Linked DNA regions of Mus musculus: region 2 is linked to region 1. A link is a contact called in public promoter capture Hi-C data. All regions are on one chromosome and are shown on one strand. Each heading gives the region's core, a stretch centred on a gene start, on an enhancer-like site or on the middle of the called end of the contact. The rest is flanking DNA. Distances are from core to core; before and after follow the strand shown. Region 1 has its middle 6.9 kb from the start of Gm34788. Region 2 holds the start of 1700014D04Rik (spermatogenesis-associated protein 31D1).

The links. Promoter capture Hi-C pulls out the DNA fragments that hold promoters and counts their contacts.
Region 2: a promoter capture Hi-C map of embryonic stem cells shows a contact between it and region 1, with 2.2 times the contacts expected there. The contact joins the promoter of 1700014D04Rik here to the enhancer-like site in region 1. A contact is called at or near these places in 10 of 39 promoter capture datasets (3T3-L1-derived adipocytes, the C10 cell line, the HPC-7 cell line and 6 more), 11 of 484 Hi-C or Micro-C datasets (B cells, CD8 T cells, the CH12 cell line and 8 more) and 2 of 9 other capture datasets (adipose tissue and liver).

Annotation. Positions count from the first base shown.
Region 1 is chr13:59,422,530-59,425,767 of GRCm38.p6, reverse strand. No RefSeq gene overlaps it. Among named protein-coding and RNA genes, the nearest start is that of Gm34788, 6.9 kb to the right of the region's middle. Within about 2 kb of position 1,672, at least 1 of the 459 cell types and tissues checked has an H3K27ac peak or open chromatin away from gene starts, as enhancers often do. A contact at or near this core is called in embryonic stem cells, where this site is marked.
Region 2 is chr13:59,745,545-59,748,877 of GRCm38.p6, reverse strand. It overlaps 1700014D04Rik (spermatogenesis-associated protein 31D1), which reads left to right and starts at 2,007. Exons shown (of 2, transcript XM_017315672.2): 1 at 2,007-2,123.

The DNA.
Region 1 (3,238 bases), core at 423-2,922:
TTTTTTGGGGGGGAGGGCTGGGGGGTGCTTTTCAAAGGACTTCGTGAGATACTGCTGAGTTTAGGGGATGAGAGCCCAGGCCTTCTTCTCCACCACCTTTCTAATATTTACCCTGCACATTTCTTCCTTCTTACAGGGTCAGCATTTCAAGCTCTCATTTCAAATATGAGTCTCTTGGATCCTATGGCCACCCAGTCCCAGGGTCTATCATATTCCCAGAACCCAGGTTGGTGCCTGCACATAGAAGGCCTCAGTTAAAATCTACCAGAGGCTACTGTTCTTCACTGCACCACACTGTGCAGCCTGGGAGACTCCTTGGTTGTGGCCAAAGATGGAATCAAGGACCCTGCCCCTCCAGGGGTGGGAGACATGTCAGAAGGAAGTACAGGAGAGTGTCAAAGCTAGAAGACAGACCTCTTGCATGATCAGCTTGCTTTTTCTGAGCTGTAGGGGTTTTTTCCCTTTTCTTTCCTGTCTGGTGGAATCAGAATAGTATTATTCTGGCTGGCTGCTGTACAGTCCTGGATGTACCCTGCGCATAACAAACCATCACAGTACACTTTAGTTCCTGCACTTAGCCGATCTGACCTGAGCACAAAGCTATGCAGAGAAGGGCACCCTGGATTCAGCATCCTGAGACCTGGTGATTTCCTTCTTAGCCCCAGTCTTGCCCTGGTTATCATCCTTGTTTAAAAGTCATCTTGTCTACCACACAGGTAACCACAGTGTGAGGCTGGGGCTCATGTGTAAGACCTCAGCTAAGGAACATGGGTGGCCACGGGGATTCAGCTGGGGGAAGCAGCCGTCCCTTTCTGCAGACATGCAGAATGGTGCCATCACAGCTGGCCACTGCTGGGTAAGGGGTAAAGAATACGTGGTTTATGCACAAGATGCGTAAAATTAAGCCATAAACAGCTTTGATAAAAGGTTGGACGAAATTACCCTGCATGAGTGGACAATGTGGCTCTGAGAAAATATGGGTTATTAATAAGTGAAAATTGAAGCACAAGACATGGGTATGAATTATCGGTCAGGAAGACTCCAGAAGAACCCAAACCAATACAGGCTATTGCTGCTGTCCTTGGCTACTCAGTATAAATATAGTAAGATCCAATTTCTGAGAACATCAGTCATTTTGAACGCTAGTCGGGAAGCAAGGCAGTAGGCAGCCATGGAGGCCAGAACAGCGGAAAGCACACATCTCTGGTTGCAAACAGGAAGCAGAGAAAGTTGAGCTGGGGATGGTGGGATGCTTTAAGCTTCACAGTCAGCCCCCAGTGACACAGATCCTCCAGGATGGAATACCTTCCAAGCCTCCCCAGGCAGCAGTGCCAACTGGAGAGCAAGAATTCAAATACCCAAGAATATGGGGGCATCTCATTTAAACCACCCCAGCTGCCGAACCACCGTTTGCCTTTTTTTTTTTAATTTTTTTAATTAGGTATTTTCCTCGTTTACATTTTCAATGCTATCCCAAAGGTCCCCCATACCCACCCACCCCCAATCCCCTACTCACCCACTCCCCCTTTTTGGCCCTGGCATTCCCCTGTACTGGGGCATCTAAAGTTGGCAAGTCCAATGGGCGAGGTGGAGGTCTCACTACATTCCTCTCATTGTCCTAGAATTCTTGGGCTTACACAAACCCTTTCTCTCAGCCTGTGGAGGAGCTCCAGGGCCCTGCCCCTGACACTGGCGGCACAGCTAGTTTCAACTTGAATCTCAGAGGGCCTGAACAATGCTCAGACCACACAGAAGCTGTGAACGCTTGCCCTTCAATTACTGTGCTTTGGACTTGCTGGCAAAAGGTGACCCTGGTTACCATTCCATTCTTAAATCAATTTTAGCATCACACAATTTCACACTAGCAGCCCCCGAATTGTGACACCGGGATTGGACTCTACTTTCAGAAGTTGTTTCAAATGCTCTCACTTGCAGAATCTTTTTCTCTTCTTTATTAATTCAAAGTGGCTCTTCCGAGTGTTCCCTAAAGGTAGCTTCTATATAAACACGTCCTTGTGGACCTGTGTCCTTGGGGTTGCTCTGCTGGCCACAGGTGCTAGCAGAGATACCAGTAGCTCCAGTAGACAGGAGTGTCACCTGAGCTGCACAGCACGGCTTCCATCCTGCCGAGCCAGAATTCCCTTTACCTTGTGCTTCAGTTTATTGTCAGCGCCAACAAAGCTGCCTTGAAGCTTTTTTTTTTTTTTTTTTTTTTTTTTTTTTTTTTGTGGTTGCACCTGCTGGAGCTTGGCTGTGAGGTTTTGGATGACTGGTACACTCAGTCTCTACAGGCACCATCTCCCGCTCAGCAGCCTTCCTGGCTCTCCCCATCCCAAAGCTCCACAACAGGTAACCCACTGGCTTGGAAGGTGCTTCATCCTTCCTGTTCATGTAGGCCCACAGTCGAGTCTTGCCTGCATCTGCCCATTCCATGTCCTTGCCTTTCGGGGAGGATGGGGGGCGGTGGCTTGTGTCTCCTGGACCAATCCCCTTCCAATGGCGGATCTGAGGCATAACTCCTTCAGCCGTCCTTTCACAAGCTGCTTTCCTGTCTATCCAGTTTCTCAGAGACACGGTTGTTGAGACAACTTTCTCTCTGCAGGTATGGTCTTTAAGGGCTCTACTCCTTTGACAGTCAGGCACGTATCAGGTTACATGACAAGGTCCCATAGGGTATGAGGGGGCGAGGGGATGCAAGGCCAGCTAGATTCCTAGGCAGAAGAAGTCTCTGGGGGTGGGAGGGCATAGTGAAGTCTACTGGTTCTCATGACTTTGACCTTGGTGACCAAGCTAGCTCAGTCAGTCACCAGATTCTCCAGCACAGGAATGAGGATTAAAAAGAAAAAAGACAATTAGACAACATTGTAAGCATGACCCCATTCAGTTCTGAGACTGAAGGCTGGTTTATTTTTTCCCAATCCACTTTTATACCATTTTAATTACATCCAAGTAATAAGGGCGAGCAGTACAAGAAGGAACAAGCAAGGCAGTAAGCAGAGTCCCGTGGTCACTCCTGTGATCGCTGTTTCTGAGGGCTTGTTGGGATGAACAAGATATCTGAGCCTACTTCTTTGTCCAAGCCCCAAATCAGATTCCTGCCTGAAGCCTACTTCTTTGTTCCAGCCTAAAGTTAGATTCCTGCCTGAACTTACTTCCCTGTTCTAACCTAATGTCAGATTCCTGCCAAGTGGCCCCCAAAAGCTCTCCACACCTTGGTGACATCAAACCTTCATCATGG
Region 2 (3,333 bases), core at 758-3,257, 320 kb before region 1:
ACGTGAATATATCTGGCCAGTGATGCCATTTAAAAGGGCAACAGTTTTTGTTTGGTCATCTATGCCAAAGGACTGGGAGTTCCTAGCAGAAAGCTCAAGACATGGGCAGGGCAGCCTAGCTAGGCAATGGTGTTCAGGCAGCGCTCACCCACAGCCCCTTGGGGTGCTCAGGGTGGTTTGCAGCTGTTGAGGGGTTGCACTTTTTAATTCAGGCTTGAAGCTTTGATCTCTGTGAAACACAATTCTTCAACCTAGCTGTGAGCCCCTTCTCCCCAAGCCTGTGACCTCCAAGTTTCCATATCGCTCTCCTAGGTTCTACATGAAGCCTTGGCCAAGGTTGCAAGCCAAAGGAGTGGAACTTGTCCTCTGGACAAGACATGTGTGCTTAACTGGTGGGGTTCTGCCTCACTTGGAGTCTATCCCCTCCCGGGAGAGCTAGTAAGAGGCATGAGAAGCATGCAGACAGGCTGGAGCACAGCAGACAGAAGGGAGCATCAAGAGCAGGGATGAGGGGGTGAAGTGGGGCGTGGGCCATTCAGTCTTGGGTTCTTTTAACCCTGAGAGGAAATGCTACTTGGAGAACATGTGACACACTCTTCAGTTTGGGGGCTGTGGGGGACATTACCAGGCAGTGACAGCAAGTGTATTTTAGAAATAATCAGTGACAGAGCTCAGCCCAGGTTCTTCCCTGGCTTTGACAATCCTGAGTCCCACTCTGTCACCAAGGACTTGGGGACTTACCCTAAGTGTGTATTGTTGATCAGGCCCATGAGGGGATCATGCAATCACTGACATGACCAGGGACAATCTATACGTGGAGAAATGGAGATCACAATAATGATGTATGTGGGAGAAATGAAAGGAGGGAAGATGGACTCTTCTCACACAAGAACAGTACATTGATTTGTGAGAGGAAGTTTGTGTGTGTGTGTCTGTGTGTCTGTGTGCATGTGTGTCTATATGTGTCTGTGAGTCTGTCTCTGTGTATGTGTGTCTATATGTGTCTGTCTGTCTGTGTGTCTGTGTATCTGTATGCATATGTGTATCTGCATGTGTCAGTGTGTATGTGTATGTGTCTATGTGTATCTGTGTATCTGTGTGTCTCTGTGTGTCTGTGTGTCTGTGTAACTCAGTTAACTTGAAGTTTCACTAATTTCAGAAACATAAATGGAATAAATTAGACCAAAGAATGCCTGAAGATGCAATTGTATCCATTTAGCATAATCTATATTTTATATGAGTTTGACGATTTGAGTCCACCCCGATTAAAGATGTGAAAGTACTGTCAGGAACATGAAAATGTTCTCATCAGCATTTATAAATGTAGAAAGGAATGAATCTGAGTGAAAAGAAGCTATTTCATAGGTGACATGTACTGGAAGACATTTGTGCCTGAGACTAAAAATCCAGCCAGAAGCAAGAATTCCAGTTCCAGAAGCTGCTGGCCTTCTGGTGTGTGACATCATAACTGAGAGTAGCAGAACCATAAGGAGCTGAGGTGAAGCCACACACACACACACACACACACACACACTCAAACACTCACACACACTCACACACACACGGACACGCTCACAGACACTCACAGAGACACACACACACAAAGACAGACACACACTACACACACACACACAGATACACACAAGCACATTCACATAGAGACACAGACACAAACACACTCACACACAGACACACACACACACACACTGTGACCCTGGCCAGAGAGAGGGCACACAGGGAAGCAGGATGGGACTGGAGCAGCAGGCTTGGGCAGAGATGCCTCGGCTGGGACTTGGAGGGGTGCTGGTGGAGGGGAGTATTGAGGCTCACCCTCCTCCCTGCACTCACAAACCCTCTATGACTCTTCCCTGCTCTGTGATGCAGTGATGCTGCTTACAGCGAGGCCCACACAGCCTCAGCTCTCCTGGCAGCTGTGTGAGTCACTATGCGGAAGGTGCTCTCCATTCTGAGCAGCGCTACGGAACCATGGCTGAGCTTTGGCTCAGTGCTCTTGGACACTGGCCCACTCTACCTTGCTGAGTGCAGGGGTTGCTTCTCCTGTTCCTGTCACACCTCATACTGACTTCATTCTGTTGCTGTGGAAACGTCAAGGCCTCGGAAAGGTGAGGCAGAAGCGGTGAACTCCCTGGAGCGAGTCTTGGTTAATAGGATTGGGTGAGTTTAGAGTTTGGCTCCGTGTCTGAAGGGGGATGCTGAGGAGAGAAGAGAGCACTACTTCCCTAGGGAATGAGGTCTGGCAGGGCGGGGATCCAAGGAGGACCAAGGTTGTCACCTGGGCCCACGGACACCTCTCTGGGTGCACAGATCCCTGGTCTCATTGGCTTAGTTCCACATGATGGGTTCTCTGAAGAGCAGTATCTCCTGACACTTAGTCTGCCATGTCCCACCTCTCAAGCTCCTTCAGCAGGCCTTTCCTTAGCTGGGCTGGTGGAGAGGCCCCTGAGAGACTCTGAGCAAAGCCTGGAGGAGTCTAAGCTCTGTCCCTAGGACGCGGAGCTTTCCGAGGTGCTGAGCTGAGGCTGCTGGCCAGAGTCAATACCCAGAGTAGAGTGCTTGGGTCTGAGAGCACCCTTTATGATGTCACAAACTCTCCCTTTAGTTTCCCAAAGAACAATTGAGAATGATGACTGTCTTTCAAAGTTAGGACGGGAAACTGTTATTTGAAGTCGGTGTTCTTGTATATTAGCCGTCCAAGAGAAGCGGGGGGGGGGGGGGGGGGAGTCCCTACTCCCCCATTCTTTTGTTCTTAGCACAGGGTGGGACCAACAGAACAGCAGCAGGTGGTAGTAAAGCTGTCGCCTGCTCTGTTCCACCTGAGCCCCTCAAGGAGCCCCCTCCCGAGATCCTCGGCCCACAGTCCAATGACATCATTTTCTAGGCACAGTTCCTCTCAGGAGACAGCTCTCTCAGAAATGGCTTACACCTGGGGCATTTCTCCAAGCAGCGGCTCTTGGAATGTGGTGGTTTGAGTGAGATGTCGCCCCATAGTCTCAGGCATTTGAATGCTTGGTCTCCAATAGGTGGCGTTGCTTTGGGTGAGGCTCCAGAGGCATAGCCTTGTTGAAGGAAAAGTATGTCCCCAGGGAAGAACTGTAAGAGCTTAAAGACTCACACCATTTTAAGTCTGCGCCCTCTGCTTCCTGCTTCCTGCCTGAGGCTCGAGATGTGGGTTTTCCACTCTTCCTGCCACCATAGCTACTGGCCTGCTGACTAAGATTCTTGGCACAACAGACTCTTAATCCTTTGGAACTGTAAACCCACACGCATCCTTTCATCTACAAGTTGCTTTGCTCTTGCTATTTTTATCACAGC